Regions from separate parts of the Gossypium hirsutum genome. Here all the other regions are linked to region 2. Evidence: chromatin contacts called from public Hi-C data. All regions are on one chromosome and are shown on one strand. Each heading gives the region's core, a stretch centred on a gene start, on an enhancer-like site or on the middle of the called end of the contact. The rest is flanking DNA. Distances are from core to core; before and after follow the strand shown. Region 1 holds the start of LOC107887371 (fructose-bisphosphate aldolase-lysine N-methyltransferase, chloroplastic). Region 2 holds the start of LOC107887358. Region 3 holds the start of LOC107887368.

Evidence for each region. Hi-C and Micro-C count contacts between places; a contact is called where the count stands out from the background.
Region 1: a Hi-C map of leaf shows a contact between it and region 2, with 3 times the contacts expected there. The contact joins the promoter of LOC107887371 here to the promoter of LOC107887358 in region 2.
Region 3: a contact with region 2 is called in a Hi-C map of leaf, with 2.0 times the contacts expected there. The contact joins the promoter of LOC107887368 here to the promoter of LOC107887358 in region 2.

The regions. Positions count from the first base shown.
Region 1 is chrA03:67,263,059-67,267,196 of Gossypium_hirsutum_v2.1, reverse strand. LOC107887371 (fructose-bisphosphate aldolase-lysine N-methyltransferase, chloroplastic) reads right to left here and starts at 1,645. Exons shown (of 6, transcript XM_016811579.2): 1 at 1,006-1,645; 2 at 823-851; 3 at 447-658; 4 at 105-227. The coding sequence starts at 1,487.
Region 2 is chrA03:67,658,501-67,662,352 of Gossypium_hirsutum_v2.1, reverse strand. LOC107887358 reads left to right here and starts at 1,852. Exons shown (of 3, transcript XM_016811560.2): 1 at 1,852-2,033; 2 at 3,044-3,195; 3 at 3,293-3,852. The coding sequence starts at 3,051.
Region 3 is chrA03:67,285,332-67,289,339 of Gossypium_hirsutum_v2.1, reverse strand. LOC107887368 reads left to right here and starts at 1,666. Exons shown (of 1, transcript XM_016811576.2): 1 at 1,666-3,868. The coding sequence starts at 2,141. The coding sequence ends at 3,181.

The sequences.
Region 1 (4,138 bases), core at 396-2,895, 390 kb after region 2:
TTAGCTAAAATGGCAGGAATGCTAAGACAACGGGATAGGTGGATGATATATATAAAATATAATATAACCCTTCTCAGATAGCTTCTAAAAGAAAAAAAACTCACCTGCTCCTCAGCCTTGACAGAAACTGGAGACCGCAAGGAAAAGAGGAGATCCCTAGAGAAAAGTCCAGCTCCTTTAATCTCCCATGCATAATCTTCTGTAGTTATGTTAGGGCTGTGGTTGATCTGATTAATGAAGAAAAGTTAAAGAATGAAACTAAAGGCAGTTATAGCTTTCCACATAACCATGACTGTTACAGCTTTTCTTTCATATTCTGTAAATTGGGAACAAGTTGCGGGGATGATCACCCTTTTATATCAGACCAACTTGCATGTAATTTCTGGAAACTGATTCCAGGGCAAGCAAGATGATGTTTGGAAACATAGTGAAGGGATGCTGCTTACCAAGTCTGCAAGAGGTATTAAAACAAGATTTTGACCGCGAAGGCGAGAAAATGCTCTTGACCTGAGAATCCCAAATGCCCAGAAGAAATCATCCAATGTTATAGGGGCTGGAAAGAGCTGCTTGTTGGGGAGTATGATTTCTTCCTCTACTTTCAAGAACTCATTCTGCACATATTCTTTCACCCCCAGTGTTGTGCTCAACAATTGAGTACCTGGTCATTGGAATGCAGTACCAACTATGAAAATTGAAACAAGATAATCTTCAACCTAAATAACATGGAAAACAATATTTCTAATCCAGCTGCTTTGCTGCAGTGTTGTACAAACTTTGATAAGGAGACTATAACTTCTTACAAGTAAAATCCTAAGCATTTACCTTGAAGCTCAGCTAGCTCTTCTTCTGACCTGCACTGGAACCATAAAGAAACAACACTTTATCAACCACAATGATCTAAGCCCCATTAACGAAATGGAAATTATTATTTATAACCCAAAAAACAGATTTGTTTTTAAAGATAAATGGGGGTAAAAAGGAAATAAGAAACCAAGCCACACCCACCAAAACACAGTGGAATCTGTTAACTCTGGAAGTATATCAAGATAAACCCCCCATTTAGAATCTTGCCTAAACCTCTCCCTGATCAAAAACAAAGCTACAGACACCCAAGGCTTCAATCCACTACACACGGTTCCAATCTCAGAAGCTACAACTGCATCCTGGTTTATCCAAAACCGGTTAGGAATCTCCAAGACAACCTCGTTCCTGGAAATATTCTTTTTTGCAATGAGTCCAAGTCCTTCAGGGACCATTCCAGGCCTTACGGGAGACTTGGCAGAGACAACACCCTGGTCCTGGAGCCATTGCCAGAAGGTTTGGAGCTGCGGTGGAGGGTCAGCGGTTGCTGAAACAGGGATGGGTTTCTTTACAAAGTGGATGGAAAGTGTGGGTTTAGTGGAGAAAGAAGAAAAGGGTTTGAGAGTAGTTGAAGAAGAGGGGAAAGAAGAAGAAGGTGATGAGAGAGTGAAAAGTGAAGGTGCCATAAAGAAGGTTGTAATGGATGAGATAAGATGTGGTGGGGGATTTTATAGCTTGTGGCTTTGGATTATATTCTTTTCAACATTTTTACATGAAATATCCAACTGAACCAATCACTCAAGAAAAGAAAACCAATGAAGTTGGATCAGCCTACTACTTGAGTCCATCATTTTATATCTTCGTATCTCAACTTTATAGTTTCAAAATTACCCTTCTTCTACTTTTTATGGTTTTTCAGCCCATGATGGCTTTTCAGTGGTAGAATGAGTAACCCTACATGCGATGATCTCAGGTCCACTTGCAACCCACAAAATAATGCAAAAGATGCATGTATTATGAACAAACAAGGATTTGACTTGTCAACCAAAATGTATATTCCATGTTATTTATTTAGCTCTATGAAAGGGTGAAATAACTTAACAGTAGTATCTTATTTAGGCTGTTCAAAAATAAATAAATTTTCCATCTAATATTTTAAACTATATTTTATTTTTAAAACAACATTAAGTATCAAGTTGAATTAAATATTTGTGCGTCGGATGATTTTTTTGTTGGAAAATTATTTGGATTTAAGTTGAATAGCTTCAAATTTAAAAATTTTAATTTTTAAATCAATTTGAATCAGGGTGGAGTCAAGAAATTTAAATTGTAGGGTCAAATTTAAAAAAAATTAAATATTTATAAAAGTCATATAAATTAATCTACAATACTAATCCTTGATAAAATAATGTATTATATTGTTAGATGTAAGACTATTATGTAGTTTTTGTACTAAGAAGTTGGAAACTTTTGATCCGTTCTTGCAATTTTTTGGGGAAAAGTTGCGATTGCGAGGTTGATAAGGTAACTTTTACAAATATATCATTATCATATTATCTCTATCATTTGGATGATAATTTGTAATGTAAGCTCTAATCCTTGAATAGGTAGAAAGTTTTGAAGACTAAACTTTACTCTTTTGACCTTTTTTTTCATATTGGTTTGTATTTCCCTTTAGTATTCATCCTTTCCTTCTTGTTCTTCTTCTATTTCACTAGTAGACTTTAGAAAAATAAATTTAAGCCTTAAACACAAAAGTTTTTACGAAGCCAACAACTAGAAATTTTCTTTCACAAAAATGTGGAGTTATGCCTCGTATTTTTCGGCTTTTCTTCTTCCAGTCAAACTTTGTTTTTAGTTTCTCACTTAAACTATGGTTAGTGTAGGTTATTTTAATATTATTTTTACTTACGAATTTAGCCTATAAGTAGATTTAGGTATTAGCTTTCACAAGCTTTCATAAAATTTTGTGTTTATATTTTGAGGGTTTTTATTTTAGATTTTAGGGTTTAGTTTTATCTCCATCTTTTGTAATATTCGTTTTTGCCATTTTAGTGAAATTATTTGTAACAACCCGATTTTGGGCTTAGTCAGAACAGTGGTTTCAGAACCACTAATTCGTGTTTGAAAAAATTATTTTTAATATTATTTAATGGGTGATGGCATGTTTATAAAGGTGCATGAAAATTTTGGTGACTTAATTTTAACGTTTGTGAGCTTAATTGAGAAAAAGGACTAAATCGCATAAAGTGCAAAAGTCCTATTTTGATAGCTAAGGGTGTCAAATAGTTAGAGAACCTAAATTGGGGGTCTTTAAAGGGAAATTAGACCCTTTAAAGAGACATGGCCGACCATAGGAGACAAAGATGGTCAAAAAAGTCAAAATTTGGTGGGTTTGGTGATTAAATTGACTAAAATAAAAATAAGATAAAGAGAAAAGATATCATCTCCCTATCTCCTTCTCCACAAAAAATTCAGCCATTGTAGGGGTTTTTGAGCCTCAAAAATTTCAATCACTCTCTACTCTTGCAAGTAAGTGACTTTAATGGCTTTTCTCGAAAACTTTTACATTTTTAGAACCATTGTAGCATGAGCTTTCTAACAAGGGGACTTTTTGTTAAATAGTTGAAATTTTAGGTTTTACCATGAGAGTTTTCATGTTGATTTTTGAAATTTTATGAAAGAAAATGAATCATGGTTGTGAAATAAACAACTCTTGTGTAGGGACTTTTCATGAAAACCCTAATAGGACCATTTCGTAGAGTTTGTAAAATATATAGTAATGTTGTGAAATACTGGAAATTTGGGGTTGTCATAAGAGAGATAAATGGTCGGTTAGGCTTGGATAATAAGGAAATTTAATAAAAAATAATTTTCGAATCTAGGGGTAAAATGGTCATTTTGTAAAAGTCTAGGAGCAAAATGGTCATTTTGCCTAATTTTTAAATTTTTGAGTGTCTAGATTAATAAAATGATTAAAATTGTGAATTTTCATCATTATAGATCAAGAATTACAAAATTCGAGCCTAGACCGAGGAAAAACAAAGCAAGTGGACTAAGCCGAACTAGTCGTCTACATTTTGCAATTCGAGGTAAGTTGTACGTAAATAATACAACTACATTGTTATTATATGTGTTTGAATTGATATAGCATAAATTGCTTGTTTGTGGAAGTGATTATGTATGATGAATATTGAGATAGTAGAACTCTCGTTTGAACCTTAGGAAATAAACCGGATATTCATGCCATGACATTCAGGTTATTTGTATGCCAGTGTAAGACATGTCTGGGACATGCATCGGCCACATTATGAGAGCCAGTGTAAGACATGTCTAG
Region 2 (3,852 bases), core at 603-3,102:
GTTTTAATTATCTTCTGATTCTTGTCACTATGTATTTTGAAATTAAAAAATATATTAAATGTAAAAAAAATATGATTTTTTAAATAAAATTTATCTTAAAGATAAAATGTACAATTGATACCAACATAAAATTTTAACACAAATATTTTACAGCATAATCAATAATTTAATTTTAACAAAAAATTGTAAAGATTCAATATGATTAAACAATTCAATAATATAAATAATGTAAAATATGAAATTTAATTTAATAATATAAATAGTAAATATAAATAAAAAATTATTATTATTTAGGTTTAGGGGTTTTTTTTTGGATGATTTTAATTTTTGATTTGAGGGTAAAATGTGAGAAGTAAAAGTTTAGGGAGAAAATAAAATGTTTTGGGGTTGAGGGAGGGGATATTAAAAAAAATTTGAGAGTTGGGGGGAATGGGTTTGGGATAAGAGCGGAGGATAGGAGGGGAGTAAAAGTTTTAGGAGAAAATAAAAAGTTTTAGAGGTTGAGGAAGTAAAATGCTGAGGGGTAGAAGGGGGTAGGATGAGAGGGGAATAAAAAATTTTGAAGAAAGTAAATATGTTTGGGAGTTTGGGGTAAAAATGTAAAATATTATAGTTTGGTATTAGGTTTATTCGAATTCAAAAATTAAACTCGATTTGAACTCGAAATTCAAAAAAGAATTCGAATTGACTTGAATAAATCGAATAACTTAATTCATTTAACTTGAAATTTGAATTTTTTTCGACTTTTTCGAGTTGAATCAAGTTTTGTTCACTCCTAACTAAATGGTTAGAAGTTGAAAAAAGATGGTGGGATTGATTCAATGGTACAAATGTTATTGGAGAATTTATGCAATTAATGTTATAGTGAAGAAAAGATGTTAGAAATGGGAGATGGGTAACAAAGGTGGATGTTGTGGTATTGACAAGGTAGTGGGTGGATGGTGGCTCAGCTTAATGGATGAAAATTGGTGATAGAGGTTGTATAGTGGTAGGAATATTGAAAGGGGTTTGATGATGCGCAATCGTGATGGTGTAGAAAGATTCAATAATAAGCTAGCTGAGAACAATATTCTAATTTATTTTTGAAAATTCCAATTGCAAAGCCCATCATTCTTTGTTGTTGGTGCTGCTTTATCTTAGAATTCGAGAGTACCTAAAATGAGACTTTTATCTTGCAATCATTATATAGTTGGTGTCACTGGGGATGGCTAAAGAGGTCACCACTTGTCCCAATAAGTTAAAGGATCAAATTATAAAACATAGAAAATTAAGGCTTTTTTTTTTAAATTTCATTTTTAAATTTTTATAATTTTATAAAATTTATACATTTAGAAATATAAATTCAAAATATTATAAATTTAATCGACTAGAATCCAAAATTTTATTCAACATTGAAATAAAATGAAATTGATGTAGCTCAAATTTCAATGAAGTTTTAAATTTCAACCATTAAATTTATTAAAATCATTTTAATTCTTATTTAATAAAAACATTAATACAATGTCATTTTTTCTAAAGAAATGGTAATTCTTTTTTTTTTTTTTTATAAATTTATAAACCTTTTATTATTATTTTATAAAATATATTATTTTTCATATTAAAGAAATAAATTTACAAAAAAAATGATAATTTTTTAAAAATTTATATGTTTTTCATTATTTTATAAAGTAACATTCTAATCGGTGCACCAACTAAATCCGTTGGTTGCACGGGTATACAAACTAGTATTATGATAAATTTAATTTGATTTCATTGTAAAAGAAATTAATGGACCTTACAGTAATTTTATATAGAACCGGACCGGTTTATCTTTAAAGGTCCAGGTGAATAACAAAGGACAAAAAATGCTGTTTGGGCATCGAAAAACCAAAATTAGTCCAATCCGGTTTTCTTAGTGGACCGCCTCGTATACAAAAGCCCCCGAACCGTATCCTCGCTTCCCATCGCCTCTTTACCCTCTTTCACGATCCCCAAATTAATCCGAAAATCGATCTCGGATTTTCTCATCGTTCTTCATCAAATCTGTAAATCACGTAATTATCTATTTGATTCTCGCTATTTTCTTTTGATTGATCTCTCTTTCTGTCGCAGCCGTTCAATTTTTGCTTCTCTAGGGTTAGGGTTATTCGATCTCCTCGATCGGGCCCTTTTTGTTGATCGATCTCTCATAGGTTTTGTTTCCTCTTCGATTTTTGTTGATTTCCCTTTGTGATTCGCTCTAATTTTGTCTGATTATTCTTGGTTTGTTTTTTTAGGGTTTAGTTTCTTCGATTCGTTAGGGTTCGTCTCTATGTGTGAATTCGTAGAGGGTTTCGGTGTTTTACGTGACCTCGAGATTGTCTACAAGAGTTTTATGCTGTCAATTCGTCGTTTCCTCGGCGAATTGGGAATTTAGGGTTAGGGTTTTCTTGTAAATTTAGGGCTTCAACCTGGTAGTCAAATTAATTTAGGGAAACGTCTCTTCCCATACTTGAATCAATTTTAGTGCCTAATTAAGTGCTTTCATCGTCTTAGTTGAGGCTTCCTAGGCTTTTAATTCTTCTCCACTTTTTTCCAGTTCAATTGAAGTTTCAATTCATCACAATTTAGAAGTAATTGACTCCACCTAACATAAATTTTTATCCATTTCATCATTAGTAAGTGGTTAATATGTTAATTCTTTCCTTTTATTATGCATTTGACTAAATTTTAATTTATTAACCTTGTTAGCTTTCCATGCAAAGTCAAATAAGTTAGTTTGCCTGTACTATGAATTGGTATGTGCATCATAATTAGCATTAGTACCATGGTGGTCCCAAGCACTATTGTATTTTTTTTTCTGTCTAAATGAGCTTCAGGTTAATTTATTTGTTTATTGCTTGTGTCAAGTGTTCTTTGACATAAGCTTGATGCTCCCTTTCTTAGTCTTCTATTTCATGTATTTTTCTGTCTTACTATGTGCCACTATGTTTTTTTCTGTATACTCTGTGATCGACATGCATCTATATCTTTTCTATTATTATTGTTTTACCTTATATTCATAATTAACATTTTTGTCCCGCAGGTTGTAAATGGGATTTAAGCGCCCTTTTGACAGTGAGGAGTTGCAGGAACTTCCTTTCAAGCATCCAAGACAGTTTGACAATAACAACAAATTGACTCAGTTTGCTGATACTATTTCCCATAGCTATACCCATCAGAATCCCCATATTTCAGGTAATGTGTTCTCTGGCTTTTCTGCTTGTTTTTATGGGAATGATTCTTATTCTGCTGCATGGTTTTATTATTGATGTGATCTTCCTCTTTGTGACAGTTGATGTTGAGGGTGGATTTCGTAAATGCCAATGGGATGAAGCATTTGAAACTGGTGGTCTTAATGATGAAAGACCTTTGGTTGATAAGGATTTTGAGACTAGTGCTCCCTTGTCTTTGATCACTAGCATTTCTAGTGAGGAAGATGTAGATACTGGGCCGGCAGCAATTTCACCTATTTCTCCAGAATATTTTGACTTTGATTTCCCAAGAAGAATGTTGGGCCCTGTTGAGGATGCCTATTCTTTACTCTTGGATCGGTCTCCCCGAAAACAGGTTCTGCTTGGGCCAAATCATCAAGCCAATGTTCCTTCATTGGGTAGGCACATAAAGGACAAATTTGTTCAGAATTGTGCATCAGACACCAATGATATTGGCTATGAAGAGATTATGATGGGAACATGTGTCATTCCAATGCCTGATTCAGATTTGTCCGCAAATGACAGTGGCAAAGTTGGTGCTGGAAGAACTGATTGTAGCTGCCTGGATGGGGGCTCATTCAGATGTGTGAGACAGCATGTCATGGAAGCACGGGAAAAACTGCGAAAATCCCTTGGGCAT
Region 3 (4,008 bases), core at 417-2,916, 370 kb after region 2:
CGTTACCAAACCATTTGAACAGTTTTAGAATTTGGCAGAATGCCAATTTGGTATTGATACATTTTGTTAATTATCGATAAATTTATAAAAATATCAATACCATTTCAAATATATCGATACTTTGTTCAAGTTTTGAAAATTTTATAATTTGGTTCTTTTTCATGCTCAAGTCTACCTTTCGTATCTTAAAGCTTGATTTAAGCCCCCTTTTTTTTTATATGAATACCATGTTTAATGAATACTCGTCTATTAATGATTGTTTTATTTAAATTTCAAATTTGAAATGCATGTTTTTTAGTTGTTAATTGCCGTAGCATTCAGTAACTCTAATCCGGCATCGTAAATAGGTGAGGGATGTTATATTATCCTCCTATTTAAATATTACTAAGGGATTATGAATAATTCTAAGTATTGTATGAAAAAGACCTACTAAACTTGGATTAAATTTTAACTTTTTTGTGTTTTTAAGTAGTCAAGTTAAAGCTATTAATAATTTTATTATCATATATTTAAAATATATTCTACATTAAATTCAACTCTTCATTTAAAGTTCAATCTAATGAAATAACTTAATTGATAGATGGTTTTTTGTTTGCCCCGAAATCTATTGAAATTTAAAATTTAATTACCCAATCGATCCTAAAATAAAAAATAAAAAAAATCCCTAACTTCTTTGAAATATTTAATAATTTTTTATATTAATCTTAATTTTACCAAGTTAAATAAAAAGTATTATAAAATATCTAAAATAATTAAAAATCTTATAAATAAAAATAAATAATTAGTTATAAATTGGCTTAAAGGTATAAAATGCCCTCAAACTTTTTTCAAAAAAAATAATTAATCCCCTGCTTTTTTTTTTCACTCATTTCAGTACTTAAACTTTTAAAATGCATCAAAAAGACCCTCCAACATTTTTTAAAAAATAAAATAAAAATTAAGCCCCAAATTTTATTGCACTTATTTAGATATTTGAATTATCAAAATGTATCAAAAAGACCATCAAACTTTTTAAAAAAAGCAATTAAGTCCTTGCCTTTATTAAAAATTAGAAAAAAAATTAAAAAAATTAAAAAAATCTATAAATTTATTAAATTTTAATAAAAAATAAAATATTAAAAATTAGAAAAAAATAAAAATAGTAAAAATTATAAAATTTTATAAAGTCGTAACAAAATTATACAAAATGTAAAGAAATATAAATTTCGTAAAAAAAAATTTATAATAATTATTGCCACATGCCACGCTGTCATGCTGTGTTATGTAATGACTTTAATTAAAAAAATTAGAGGTTCATTAAAAATTTTTATGATTTTTATAAAATTTTATAATTTTTACTTTTTTACTATTTTTATAAAAAATTAATTTTTAATAATTTTTTAATTTTTATATTTTTATTAAAATTTAATAAATTGTCTAAATTTATTTTTTTTATTTTTTAAGTTTAATTAATTTTTTGAAAAAATTTAAAAATCTTTTTAATATATTTTGAAAATTTAAGTATTTAATTAAATAAAAAAATAAAAAATTATTTTTAAATTTTTTTAATACATTTTAAAAGTTTAAACGCTAAAAAGGGACTTATTTATTTATTTATATTTTTTAAAAAAGTTTTAGTGCTTCCTGTGGGCTTTGATTAAAAAAGAATCCGTTCGGTTGGCATCACTGCCTGATACAATATTGTTTCTTTGACGGTGCTTTTAGAAATTTGGATGAATTTACAGTCAATTTAAAATTAATTAATGCCTATCTTGTGCCTTTTGTCGCTTGCCAAACTGAGGTCCCTTCCTGGCTGTAACCATCGAAATCCAAATCCTGTCGACAAATATTTCCAAATCTTGAAAAATCAGAAAGGCTCATTACAAGCTGTTACAGACTAAGGATCTTCGGCGCCATTGCATGCAAAAAATGGTAGCTCATTTTGTGTAATCCTTCTCTTCTTTTATTTAACACTCGAGGATCTCCCTCCTATTTCACAATCTAATATTCAAGCTTTTACCTTCAATTTCATTTTGTGTTTTGGGGACTGCTCAGCAGTTAAAGAGTTGGATCTAGCTCTTTCAGATTTGATCTGCGCTTGTGTATCATTTCCAATGTTTACGTAGGTTCTTGGTTTGATATTTTCTGGGTATTGGATATAATGGAAATTTCTACCGTTACTTCTCCACGAATGAGGTCAGATCATCTAGAAAAGGAACGATTGAAGGAAACCCATCATGGTCAAAGTTTTGAGCTACAATCATCCCACGATGCTACTCATCCTAACCACCGATTCCATTCGACGAGTGTTTTAGAGATCTTAAGAGAAACTGTTAGGATTTTACGGTACAATTGTTCTGGTTTTATGATCATTTTAGCTTTGTTAATTTGCCCTGTATCTGCAGTCCTTATGTCTTCTAATTTGTTAGTTGGTGAATCCATTGTGTACACTCTAACTGTTAGGCTTTTGTTAGTTGCTAAAACTAGTGGAGTTCCATTCAGACCTTTCATCAAACAGTCGTGCCAACATTTAGTTGAGACGGCTGTTTCCTCAGTAACGTGCTTCCCTTTGCTCATTACGTTTAGTTTGTTATCAAAGGCTGCTGTGGTTTATTGTGTAGATTCTACTTATTTGAAGGAATCAGCTGATGTTTCCAAATTCTTTGTGATAATTCGAAAGCTTTGGAGGCAGCTTGTTTCTTCCTATTTGTGGATGTGTATGGTAATTGTTGGTTGTGTGACAACTTTCATCATTTTTCTTCTTGTGGCATGTAGTGTACTCTCTGTTCTTGGTTTTTCACCTGATATAGTTGTCGTTGCGATGATAATGATTGGGCTAGTTTTTGCAATTGTTTTCGCCAATGTTGTTGTTGTCTGCGATATGGGGATTGTAATGTGTGTGTTGGAGGAAGTTTGGGGAGTACAAGCATTGGTTCGAGCTGGTGTCCTAATCAAGGGGCAGACTCAGGTTGGTCTGTTGATATTTCTTGTATCTACAATTGGATTGACATTTGTGGAGGGGTTGTTTAAACATAGGGTACAGACGTTGAGTTATGGAGACGGGTCTTCTAGGATCTGGGAGGGGCCTTTGTTGGTGATAATGTATTCGTTTGTGGTGCTTGTTCATTCCATGATGAATACAGTTTTCTATTTCAGTTGCAAATCGTACACTTTCGGTGACCATCAATCAATGTTGTTCTGAATTTTTGGGTGTTAAATGATATCATGTACATTGCTACGTGTAGATTCGGATATGGTTGCCAGTTCCATTCTTGGAGTACTAAAGGAGAGGAGTTGTGGTTGGTTAGGTAGAACTCCAACAAGCAGGGTTTTCTGCTCATGAGTGCTAAAGATGATCCTCTCAACCCTTCCAAAGACATTCATGGCTCAGGTGCATAAAATTTCTTGTATTCTAAGAACAGACATGAAACAATTTGATTCTATCCTCGTACTTCCTTTTGTATTCATTGAGGGTGTGTTTGGTTGGGTGGAAAATTGGAGAGATGAGAAGAGGGGGTGAAAAAGTGAAAAGAAAATAATTTTGAGTATGTTTGATTGAGAAAACAAGTGAGAGTAAAGAAAATAGAAGGGATGACCAATTTTCATCCTAATGCATAAAAATTATTTCTTTCAAATTGGATAGATGAAAGGAGAGAAAATAAGAGAGGTGTATATGCTAGTTCAAAATTATGCATTTTTGAAATATTTTATTTTCTTTCCTTTCAATTTTCAACTCCAAGAAATTGGTGGAAAGAAAATATTCCATCTCTCTTACCATCCACACCTATAAAAAAAAACATTATGCTCTTGGCTATTGATAAATTGGGGTACTGATGAAGATCACTCCTATAGTAGTAGCATGATAAGAAATATTAATTGATCTTGAGAATGAATTGGTGTGGAAAAGTATGTTTGTTGACTGATCAGGAAAGCATTAACATATGGTGTTTTTAATTCTTTTGTTTGCAGAAGAATCATATGAATCCAGAATCGTACTTATGAATCTGTTTGTCATTGATGATTGCACTT